Linked DNA regions of Mus musculus: regions 2 and 3 are each linked to region 1. A link is a contact called in public HiChIP or PLAC-seq and promoter capture Hi-C data. All regions are on one chromosome and are shown on one strand. The core of a region is the stretch at or near the end of the contact, and the rest is flanking DNA. Distances in the headings are between cores, read along the strand shown.

Region 1 (3,930 bases), core at 906-3,405:
CTGGAGCTAGCCTGGCAAACTCAGATTCAAGGTTTAGCCCCCAAGGCCCAAGCAGTTAGCACCACACACACACACACACACACCCACCCCCCCACCCCCCCACCCACCCCCGTCTCTGACACGTGCCCGGGGTTTGGAGCAGACCTGGGGGGTGGGGGGGGAGCCTCACCTAGTCCTGCCACGCTGCTGTGGTTCTCCAGCATCACCTCCTTGTAGAGGGCCCTCTGACCAGAATCCAGACACTGCCACTCCTCTCGAGAGAAGTGCACAGCCACGTCGCCAAAGGTCACCGCCTCCTGTAAGGACACACACCAACATCCCTATAATATGGTATACCTCAAACAGGTATGGTATACCTCCAGCAGGACTGGATCCTTTTGGCTCTTAAACCTTATGAGAAAAGAAGGGACTTAATCCAAAGGAGTGACCTTATGCCCCTCCCCACTGAACAGACACAGCTAAACTCTGGTCTGGGCGGACATTTATTCACCCCCTCAGGGACCAGCCTGGCCAGAGCCACAGTAAGGGTCAAAGCTAGGTATGCGATCAGGCCCAGTGGAAAGGGTAGGATGTGGGGGCTTGACAGGAGTGGAGAGGGAATACAGGCAGCAGCCAGGCTCCCTACCATGAGATCTGGAGGGTGGGATCCGCTTGTCCTGAGTCAGACACCTGTGAGAAATCATAACGAGATCAGAGGTCAGAGGGGAGGAAGCTCCCCAGTTCCCAGGGTGACTGGAGGGGCTCTGTACCCCACTGCTTCTTTACCACCCAAGCCAGACGCACAGACACACCAGACTGGGCAAAGGCTGATATTTGAATATCAGCTCCTGAGCCTTCTTGTCTGTGTTGTGTGGGAGTAAGGGCTGGAGCCATGATGTACAGCTGCGGCAGGTGTGTGTGTGTGTGTGTTGTGTGTGTGTGTGTATAAAACACACCTTTAGTCTCTGAGTTCGAAGCCAGCCTAATCTACAGAATGAGTTCCAGGACAGTTAATGCTACTCAGAGAAATCCTGTCTCGATAAACCAAAAAATAAATGAATGAATGAATGAATAAATAAATAAATGGCTGCCATAGGCCACACATTCAACTGAACAACGAGGGAGACTTCATGGGACATCTAGTAGAAAGGACAACTAAGATCACATCAACAACAGTGCTGAAGTACGGGGGGACTAGTAAAGTGTTTAAATGAGAAACGCTGGTAAAGTTTAAAGGATGCCTTCCCCCAGGGACCTAGGCCAAGCTGGTGGCTGAGGTAGGAAACGCACTTCAGGATCTGAAAATGGGACCAAGTGAGCCAGTGTGTGAGCCAAAGGAGAGAAGATAAGGAAGAGTTAACTGGAGGCAGTAGCAGTCAGGTCCAGGAAAAAGAAAAAAAGGCCTTCAGAAGGAAAACAATCCCTGTTCACCTGTACCTAAATTCCAGAACGAGCTACAGCTGCCCTAAGTCACAAGGATGACGACAAAAAAGGATTCGAGAAGTCCCCTTCTGCTAAACCAAAGCCCTTGGGCCCCTCCTTGCACACACAAACACCCACCTTCAGGTCAAAATGGGAGAGAGGAAGCTACTTTCCCAGGTAGCTTTTGGCCCAGGTATCTGGCCACTGGCTAGACTGGCCAATTAGCAGTGAACACTAGAAAAGAATTCTCCTCTCAGACCCCAGCATTTGGACTACCAATGGGAAATCGCGGTCTCAGATACAGAAGAGCAAATCCTGAGATGCCTTCTGAGTCCGCAGGCGTGACCGACTCCAGGTCATTCAGGTGCAGAAATGAGAGAAGAGATAGTCCCAGAAAGTGATTACTCACGAGGAATGAGGGAGGTTGCACCCAGCCCCAGGCCTGGAGGGAAGCAGCCTTGCTCAGGTTCAACACTGGAGCCCGGGAGCAGGCTAGAAGAGCTGGGATGCTCGGCTATTCTACTCCGCTGGGATCACGTCTTCGGCCAGGCATTCACAACAGCACCGAGCCGCCCACGCCTTCCATCCTTTTGGGGAGTAAAAGCCAAGTGTCCCTTGCCCTAAAAACAAGGAAAGCGACTGCGCCTACTCACCTGCCCCGGCGCGTGGTGGATCCCAACAAGAGAGCCACCGGAAAGGGCTTTGCAAGCTTATCCCACTGTGCCCCACCCGGGCGACTTCCGCTCGCTGGCCAGCGCGCCCCGTTTGTTCTCTAACTCCGCCCCCCGCCAGGTTACAGGGGTGGGGGCGGGGCCAGAAGTTGTCACGGCCCATAAAGGGCTGGGCTAGAGACTGAGAGGCAGGGCCGGGAAGTGTGGCTGAAGGTCACCGAAGGCCAGGCACGACCAGGAGGCGGGGCCAGAGGATGCATTTCTGATGAGAAAGAGCCTACCCAACCACAGTCTCACTACCAACCCCAAAAAGCTTTACCAAAGGCTTTCCCTTACCAAAAATCCCTTTGGGTCCCTGAACCTTAATGATAAGAGTCTTGAGGAGAAGCCGGGTGTGGTGGCGCACACCTTTAATCCCAGCACTCAGGAGGCAGAGGCAGGTGGATTTATGGGTTCGAGGCCAGCCTGGTCTACAAAGTGAGTTCCAGGACAGCCAGGGCTACACAGAGAAACCCTGTCTCAAGAAACCAAAAAAAAAAAAAAAAAAAAAGCTGGGCGGTGGTGGCGTACGCCTTTAATCCCAGCACCTGGGAGGCAGAGGCAGGAGGATTTCTGAGTTTGAGGCCAGCCTGGTCTACAAAGTGAATTCCAGGACAGCCAGGGCTACACAGAGAAACCCTGTCTCGAAAAAACAAACAAACAAACAAAAAAAAGAGTCTTGAGGAGAAAGTACATCTTAACTTCTCAAGAATGCCAGCTACTAGCCGGGCAGTGGTGGCACATGCCTTTGATCCCAGCACTTGGGAGGGAGAGGCAAGCGGATTTCTGAGTTCGAGGCCAGCCTGGTCTACAGAGTGAGTTCCAGGACAGCCAGGGCTACACAGAGAAACCCTGTCTCGAAGAAAAAAAAAAAAAAAAAAGAATGCCAGCTACTGAATAAACCTGATTTTTTTCCTGTCAATTCTCCTTGCCCTAACATGTTCTTCAACTGTCAGAGAGCCTAGGCCTTTAGATTCTAGTAACAAGGAAACACTAGCATAGAGAGAGGGAGGTTGGCAGAACTAAGTGAAGGATGGAGTCACTGGTGATAAAGAAAATGTTTCAAGGAGGATAGAGGGCCTATTGTATCTGCACTACTGAGCGGGTGTGAGGGGAGAGGATATAGTCCTTGGAAAGTGGCAAAGAGGGAGCTATGAGAAAGGAGAGAGTGTGTATGCACATTCACATGCGTGTGTGTGTGTGTGTCTGTGCCTTGAGTGTGTGTATGTTTGTGGTTTGTGCATGTATGTGTAAATGTCTATGCTGTGTATGTGCTATTTGTGTGTGTGTGTGTGTGTGTGTGTGGTATATGTGTATGTGTCTGTGCCGTGTATGTGTGTATGTGTGTGGTATATGTGTATATGTGTGTGCCATGTGTGTATGTGTGTATAATATATGTGTATATGTGTGTGCCATGTATGTGTGTGTGTCTGTGTATGTGTGTATGTGGTGTATGTGTATATGTGTGTGCCGTATGTGTCTGTGTATATGTGTGCTGCCCCTTGATTTAAGTTTTTTTAATCTCCCATCTGAAGGCTTTTGGAGTCACATGATCATTATACTATGTCCAAAGTGAATGAAAAAAAAAAAAGGAAATAAAAAGAAAGGGACCTGTCTGCTCCTAAGGTACAGGTATGGTGGAGGAGAAAGCTTATTGTAGGGAGAGAGCACAGCCAGAGGCAGGAACATCTGGGGGAGTCCAGAGTGGACATGACCCTGAGTCATGTGAGGAGAGAGGAGATGATGGGGGATACCACGGACTAGACTCAGTCGGTCCCTCAACCCACTACTCAGGTGGGCAAGGGGTCAGCAAAAATGA
Region 2 (3,930 bases), core at 976-3,475, 870 kb after region 1:
CAGAATGAATGGGACTCAGAGCAGAGGGGCGATAAAGGCTGCAGGAGGGTAGGCACAGGGGCGAGGGAGACCTTTTTCTGATGCTCTGCAGGAGCCAGCCCAGGCTGGCTGTAACCCTTCATCCTTCCTGGAGGTGCTTACAGACAAACAGTCTGAAGGGGAAGGCAGGACTGTGGGATGGTGAATAGACAACCACTTAGCATGAAGATTCCCAACTCAGAATCAAGGCCTGCTTTTTCTCAATATTGCTTTGTTGCTGTTGTTGTCGTTTCCAGACAGGGTTTCTCTGTGTAACCCTGGCTGTCCTGGAACTCACTCTGTAGACCAGGCTGGCCTCAGACTCAGAGATCCGCCTGCCTCTGCCTCCTGAGTGCTGGTGGCAGTGTGCGTCACCAACGACCTGCTTCGATATTTTTTTTAAGCTATCTGCCCCTCCAATCTCCTCCTTACCCTAACACTGTACCCTCCTGAGCACTGTACCCACACCCCTTCTCCAGCTCTAGAAGTTCGGGGTGCAGTGGACATCTGAGCTTTGAGTCACAAATCTATCATTCCACGCCCAACTGAAAGATCTCTTGGAAACCACTTGGAGAGAAAGGGTTTCTGTGTGCCTAGTGGTCTCGTGGTCAGTGTTGGGGTAGTGCCCTGGAGGTCAGAGGGGGCACTCACCAGCAGTAGCTCGAAGCTTGGACCCAGGGAGGAGCGCCTGCCCCTTCCCTGATGCAGCTTTGGGCCCCCCCTTCTTAGTGCTCATTCTCCTGGGGGTGGGAAGGAAAAGTCCAGGGATGGTACATTCAGGAGGGCAGCGAACAAGGCAGTGGGAATACTGCCCCGGCCCTGGATGAACATGCAGCAGGAGCATAGACCTCCAGCATGTCCCCCAGCCAGCTTCTTGGTCCACCTGCCCGCCCCTGGTGGTCTAAGGATGTGCCCAGTAGCTCGAGGAAGGATACCTAGCAAGAGGATGTGTCCCTTTATGCTGGTACCCCCGTCCTCTACAATTCTGGATCTGCCTGTCCTTCTGTGTTCTAACACCATCCTCTAAATCGCTGGGCTAGAAGCTCAACAGCCTGAGCTCTGCGGACTTGCTTTCAACTACTGCCAACGTGGGTCTGCTGAACACAGCCCCTCCCCACCCGCAAACCCTCTTCCTTCTTGGCCTTGGGAATCTCTGCTGTCTGGTTCTGGAAGCAATGCCCTTCTCCCTAGTATACAAGGCAGGCCCCCCATTCACTCCTCTTGGAAGAACTTTCCGCTCCTGTTTTAGTAGGGTCTTCCAGTGCCCTAGAACCCCTCACAGGGCCAATGAATAGGAAAGCGGGTAGTGCAATCGCTGACTCCATACACTTATGTACCCACTAGGCTGGGGCCGCAGGGCTCCAGAGTGCATTTGGGGATGGAGTTAATGAAATGTTATCCTAAAAGTAGGACCAGAAAGTGACTGAAAGTAAGCTGTCTTACGGACAATGTTCAGGCAGGTGGCAGACACTGAGAATCTAGGACAGGAGAAGTGGTAGGTAGGAAGCTGGCTTGGACATGTGACTGAGTTCAGGGCACGGCATGCGTAGAGGAGTGGGTTGGAGGGAGGGCTGGGTAGATTAGGGCTCTAGGAGGAACTAAGTCCTTAGGTGTACGGGTGATGTGTTGGGGTCGATACAACCATGAGGTTCCCTGTCTGTAGAGGATCCAGTACTTGCAGCATCTTGGGTGCAGCCTCTTTTAATGTGCATGTATTAAGACGGGACCTTTGTGTCTTCAGTTGGTTTGCACAGGAAAGGATCAGTGGGTGCCAGGACCGACACTGTTGGAGCAGTTTAGAGAGTGATCCTCATGTGAGATGGGGACTTGGGGGGTACGATTGGTTTGCGGGATTCTGTGTGGCAGAGGGGCTTCTGCTGGCGGATCACTCCAGATTCCCTTGTGCCTGAGGGGTCCCATGGGTACGGGTGAGTGCGCAGGAACCTTTATGGTTGGGCAAATGAGTGGGGAGGTCCGTGGAGTTCCTATGCTGTCGGTCTCATGCGCGAAGATGAGCCTGCGGGGAGTGGACTGGGGAAACTAGAGGTGTGTCTGCGAACGGTAGGGCGGTCACTTGAGTGAGATGGGTACCCAAACACCCCCCCCCCCCCCCCCCGTCTGAGACCTCACCTGCCTCACCTGCCTCTCGCAACACAGAGGCCAGAAGCTCCGCCCCTCGCGTCGAGCTGGCCAGTTTCCTAGCGACTAAGCCGGAACTTCCGAGTTACCCCAACTTCCGGGGCGAGGGTCAGGGGTCGGCAGTAGGGGCTTTGAGCGATCGGTTTTCAAATAGGTTCAAGGGGCTTCAGTGTCCGGAAAGACGAGGCTCTAGAAATCCGGAGCGGCGCTGGCCAGGGTCCGGAGCGCAGCTCTGGGGCTCCACCAGAGCGCTCAGGGGTCGGGGTTGGGGTGTGGGCTGGGGGCGCCAGTGAAGCCACACTGGGAACCCGGGATCGCGGCCGGGGTCCGGGGCGCGGAGGGCGCAGGAATGCGGGCGCGTCGGGGTGGGGCCGCCCCGCCCAGGTGCTGCCCGGACAGGCAGGAGGCAGAGCGCGGGCGGGGCGGGGGCGGGCGCGTGAATCAGGCCGAACGGGCGGGCGGGCCGCGGCGGGGAGTGGCTGTCGGACGGACGGGACCGCGAGGCCGCTGGGCGGCGGTGGGCTCCTGCTGCCCCTGTGCCGAAACCCCGCTCACCTGGCCAGGTAGGGCTCCCGCCCCGGAGCGGGCCGGGCACAGCACGGCGGGGCGAGGCACACGGGACGGGAGGCTCGGGCCTCCGCGCGGTGCCACCTGGGTCTGGTCTCTGGACCTGGGCCGGGCGGTGCAGTGAGCGCGTGCTTTGGGACTGGGTGGGAGACAGGGAGACTGCGCTCCGGGGCACTGGGTGAGGGATTTTCCAGGGTCACGCTGGCAAGTAGGAGACTGAACAGTGCGATTCGCTCTGGCGGCCTAGGTATTGTCAGGACATGACCTGTACCTTTCCCGGAGCCTCTCCCCGAGCCGCCATGAACCGGGGTGTCTAGGGCTGGGTCCTTGTGTGGAAGGCAGGGAAAACTGGACTCTCCTAACTCCTGATCTCATATCCCTGGACTGGATCGGCAGATAAGATACCTGGCCTGGGTAGCCGCTAACTTCCTGGGGTACAGTAACACCTTTGGGCCTTGCAGTGCCTAACCTGAAAGCTGTATAATTCATCGACTTCCGGTCTTCCTAGGTTCTTCTTGTCCCCCACAACCCCAATCCTTCTTGATCACAATCATCCTGTCATCCTCTTTGTGTAGTAGCCTAAGGTCCTCAACCATGGATCCCCCTTCCAGACCCAGGAACACTACTACCTCCTGCCAGACAGGAGAGGAAAGGGTCATTTTCTTGCCCTACTTGTGGTGAAGGGCCTGGGGCTAGCTTCAGGTAGGAGGTCAGGAACAAAAAATTCCTGCTGAGTCACTGGTTTGGGTGGGATAGGCTCCTTCCTTAAGCAGGGCCCCACTTGGATAGGCAGATGTCAGTGAGCAGGCTGTTGGATTCATCGCTGATAGGAGTGGTCACCGCCCCGTCTATCGTCAAGGGGCGATGTGTACCAGTGAATGATTGTAAGGGCATTTAAGGTCGTGTGTGACTTCTGTGAGGTCAGGTACCACAGTGGCCGCTCAGGACTAAGGCCACTTCCCAACCCATGTGTCTCTGAGGGTTCTCACCACTGGCTAGACAGTATCAGTTCTCAGTCTTATACAAGGAAGTGTCCCCTCAGCGTGAGCATGCTAGGATCCCCAGGTAGTGTGGGAATGCTGCCTAGGAGAGCTGGCTCCAGTCTGAGACCTGTCCAAGCAGACAGGCCCGCATCAGACCCCAGGTGCTCTGCTTCCATCTCCCCAGAACAGTGTGCCACGCCTCACATTGCAGACAGGAAGGAAA
Region 3 (3,930 bases), core at 614-3,113, 540 kb after region 1:
CATGACTTCACATGGATAGGAACCTTACAGGACTAAGAAAGCTATCCCCAAAGCCTCTTTAAGTATGCAGTCAATAAGCACTCCAGGTGAGAAGGGAGATGGACCTCCAGACTCAGAAATATCAGGGAAGCATGCTAGGAGTAGGAGAGAACCCATGGCAAAGGACACTCACCATCATCATACTCCAAGACTTCTGTGTAGATGGGAGGAGCCATGCCAATGGCCTGGCCGGGAAAGTAAGGGTTGAAATAGAGGCCTTCTCGCAATGACACCCCAGTGGGGGGCTCACAGTAGCCAGTGAGCAGGGAAAATACGTAGTCCTCACCACCATGCCTAGAACCAGACCCAGGGCTTAGTCTCTAACAGAAGCTGGCTTCCCTCCCTTTCTAGCCCCATACTCTGGGCAGCCCAAGTACCTAGCTCGAACGATGTAGCTGAGGTCAGGGGGTAAAGCTCCATTGTTAGCAGCTCTTGCAGCCTCAGGGTTAGGGTATGGTTTTGGAAAATAGTCAGACAACTTCCCTGGCCGCATGAACATCTCCCCATCATCATTAGGGCCATCCTGGACCTCCACCTGCCACCAAGAACCCCATCACAACCTTTTAGTCCCTCACAGTTGAAACCACAATCCCTGTATCCTCCACCTTCTTTCGTGCCCACCCCCCCACCCTCCGAACCTCCTCAGCCAGCGCCTTGGCTTCTTCCTCCGTGTAGCACACTCCCACCAGGTGGCGGTACGCCACATAATCCATGCTGTGGCAGGAAGAGCACACCTGCTTGTATACCTGGAAACCCCTCCGAATGCTAAAGAGATAAAGAATTAGAGGAACTGAAGATTCGAATTCACCCGGGAACTTCCACCCCCAGCCCCGCCGCAACACACCCACCTGGTGTGGTCCAAGGAGGAGAGGAGGCCACGATGAGACCATGGGTAGCTGGGGGGGTGCAGCTCCAGGTCACTGGCACTCACGGCAGAATGAAGGGCCACAGCTAGCCCTGCACCCCCCGCGGCCAGCATGCCCAACGCTGACAGCATCACCTTTCGGCCTCGAGAAGGGCCAGACTTCGAGGACAAGGACACTGCCTGCAAGAGCCCCGCTCAGCACCTGCCAAGACCCCAGCAGCCCACCTGGGGATCTGAATGAACGCCCATGTCTTCCGCTCCACCTCCACCCCGCACTGGCCACCACCGCACGCAGAGCGCCCAAGGCACACACCGTGCCCAATGCCTGCTGGATCCCTTACTGCAGCCAACTCCTCGGCCACGGCTCGGCTCTGGAGGGCAAATGGAGAATGCTCGTGGAACTTAACCCAGGAGACAAGCCTAAGTGACCCAGAGTACTGCAGCGGACCAAGGTCACCTGCAGGCCGCTGAGGTCAGGCTGGGGTCACTGCAGGGTATCCGCCAGGTCCGGACAGCCGGCTTCGGCAGTCGCTCCGGGCGAGCCCTTCGCTGCAATCTCCCGTCCCGACCCCATCACAGTGGGACCCTGGGCTCAGAGCAACAATGCCCTGCCACTCCAAGGCGTGGGCACCCAGACCGGCTTTCTGGGTGTGCCGGCCCGGCGGCGGGGACCCCGTCGAGTTGTAGGAGGAACGCAGGAGACCGATGCCGGCGCGCGCCCGGAGCCTCCCCGCCGTGACCTTCAGGGCTGAGGGGCGCGCGATGGTCGGGGCCCGCGCCAGGACTCACCTGCGGTGTCCGCAATGGAAGCTGCCGGGACCGCGCGCCGCCCAGCAGACCCGGAGCACTTGCACCTGGAAGCCCCACGCCCCGCGGGCCCAGTACCGTCCGGCGAAGCGAAGCCGCCGCCGCCGCCATGTCGGCCCCCTTTAGTGCGGCCGCCGTTCCCGTCGGCCCCTGCGGGCCGACGAGAGCTCAGACCACGCGAGAGCAACACAGTGGGCGGACCTAGGCGGAGCTGGGTAGGGAGCTGTCCATCAGTGGACCAGGACTGTCCCTTGCCCGGCTCCTCTAGTCCGGGTTGAGCCTGGCCGCAACTCTAATTACAATGACAACATCTGCTTTGTTTGTTTGTTTGTTTTTCTGGCTTCTCTACTATATCCCCAGTTCCTTCACCTCGGCCCCGCGAATCACGCCCTCCAGTTGAGCCACTGGATAGTCTTCTGAGAGCTTGCTCATCCATGGCCTGTGTGGGATTAACAGCAGCTCTCCCCTGCTCCACAGGCGACCCAGCATAGAAACTTCCCCTGACTAACTTTCTTTTAAACCCTCATATAAAGTCCATAATTCAATTTTCTTAATGAGAGCATATCTAAGTGGGGGTACCCGTCCATTACAAAGATAAGCTGCAGCTCCCTCTGGATGTAAGGGACTGATCACTGTGGCACTTGGTGCTGCCCTTTTTTAAAATCTACATTGACACTGACACTGTAGCTGTCAGACACACCAGAAGAGGGCATCAGATCCCATTACAGAGGGTTGTGAGCCACCATGTGGTTGCTGGGAATTGAACTCAGGACCTCTGTACTTAGCAGACAGTGTTCTTAACCACTGAACCACTTCTCCAGCCCCCATCAAAACTATTCTCAGTAGCTCAAGACAGAAACAACCCGTCTATGTCTACCAGCTGGTGAGTGGATAGACAAAGCATGGCACACCCATATGGGTGAACTTTTTCATTCTAGTGTGAGATGTGAGGCATGGGAGAAGTGCCAGCATGCATGAACCTTGAGCTCACCATATGAAGTAGAAGTCAGACACAAAAGACAAAAAAAAAAAAAAAAAAAAAAAAAAAAAAAAAAAAAGCTGAGAGTGGTGGCTCAAGCCTTTAATCCCAGCACTTGGGAGGCAGAGGCAGGCAGATTTCTGAGTTCGAGGCCAGCCTGGTCTACAAAGTGAGTTCAGGGCTATACAGAGAAACTGTCTCGAAAAAGCCAAAAAAAAAAAAAAGACCACATGTATATGATTCCGTTCACCTAAGTGGGCGAGTACACAAAAGCAGAAAGCAGACTAATTCTGCCAGTATGAGGGGTACAGGGATTTGGGTGGTGGTGGGGTGATGACAAGGTTCTTCCAAGGCAGGTGAGAGCTGACTGCTGGCTCAGGAGACAAGCGAGCAGTTTGTGTACCTGTGAAGAGCGTCACACTCAGTGTGCCACGACAAATCTCTGTGATGGCTGAAGCCTGGCCTGGAATCAGCGGCGCAGTGAGAGTTCCCACCATGGCAGGTCGAGATGAAGCAGGAGAGGCATGTGACAAGGGGCATTGTTTCACAACTCCCCATGGGGTGTGTAAAATACATGACTGTTCAGCCCAAACAAAGAAAGAGCCCAACAGAGACCAAGCACCTTCAACCACTCAGGAAGGAGCCCAGCAGTGGGAGAAAAGCCACCATTTTCACTGTTGGTTGGCTCTAACAGAAAACTGGCTCTCTCTAACACAGAAAACGAAATAGCTCAAGCCCCAAGGCCAGATGAAACAAGCCCATCCCTCTGAGAATATACAAGTGGACGTGGGGCTGGGCAAGCTCTCTGGGTTTAGAGACCTGCCACCTGCCTCCCTTCACTCACATCCAAGCCAGTCAAGCTTGGTGAGGAAGCCAGCGGGCCTGGGGTTACTTACAGAGCTGCCACGGTGCTCCAGCCTGCCAATGCTCTTCTCATGTAATTTAGCACAATGTGCAGATGGGTAAGAGGGCATGATGACTATAATGTCAAAGAAGAGTCCCCTAAGGTTACAGGAGCCCTCTGCACCCCAAAAGGGAATGTAAATCGCCCCATTACTGTATCCCTAGGTTTCTGCTGTATATATATTTCTGGTCACTTCATCGCCATGTTTGTTGGCTAAGATCTTTTCTTCTTCTTTCTTCTTGTGTGACACATTACATCCCGACTGCAGTTTCTCCTCTTTCCCCTTCCCTCAAGCTTTCCCGACAATTTCCCTTCTCTCTCAGGCCCACCCCTCTC

The links. Promoter capture Hi-C pulls out the DNA fragments that hold promoters and counts their contacts. HiChIP or PLAC-seq counts read pairs in DNA pulled down with a chosen protein or histone mark.
Region 2: a contact with region 1 is called in an HNF4G HiChIP or PLAC-seq map of pancreatic cancer cells. The contact joins the promoter of Iqank1 here to the promoter of Zfp7 in region 1. A contact is called at or near these places in 1 of 39 promoter capture datasets (liver), 1 of 115 datasets of contacts at active chromatin or transcription factors (pancreatic cancer cells) and 1 of 9 other capture datasets (liver).
Region 3: a promoter capture Hi-C map of the C10 cell line shows a contact between it and region 1, with 4 times the contacts expected there. The contact joins the promoter of Cyc1 here to the promoter of Zfp7 in region 1. A contact is called at or near these places in 4 of 39 promoter capture datasets (the C10 cell line, erythroid cells, neural stem cells and 1 more), 1 of 484 Hi-C or Micro-C datasets (CD4 T cells), 1 of 115 datasets of contacts at active chromatin or transcription factors (bone marrow-derived macrophages) and 2 of 9 other capture datasets (adipose tissue and pancreatic islet).

Annotation. Positions count from the first base shown.
Region 1 is chr15:76,877,478-76,881,407 of GRCm38.p6, reverse strand. It overlaps Zfp7 (zinc finger protein 7), which reads right to left and starts at 2,155. Exons shown (of 5, transcript NM_145916.3): 1 at 2,055-2,155; 2 at 626-669; 3 at 170-296. The coding sequence starts at 628.
Region 2 is chr15:76,008,164-76,012,093 of GRCm38.p6, reverse strand. Iqank1 (IQ motif and ankyrin repeat containing 1) reads right to left here and starts at 2,225. Exons shown (of 14, transcript NM_001370920.1): 1 at 2,149-2,225; 2 at 670-758. The coding sequence starts at 754. It overlaps Fam83h (family with sequence similarity 83, member H), which reads left to right and starts at 2,596. Exons shown (of 5, transcript NM_001168253.1): 1 at 2,596-2,720.
Region 3 is chr15:76,341,456-76,345,385 of GRCm38.p6, reverse strand. Cyc1 (cytochrome c-1) reads right to left here and starts at 1,863. Exons shown (of 7, transcript NM_025567.3): 1 at 1,694-1,863; 2 at 888-1,084; 3 at 678-804; 4 at 417-574; 5 at 173-333. The coding sequence starts at 1,822.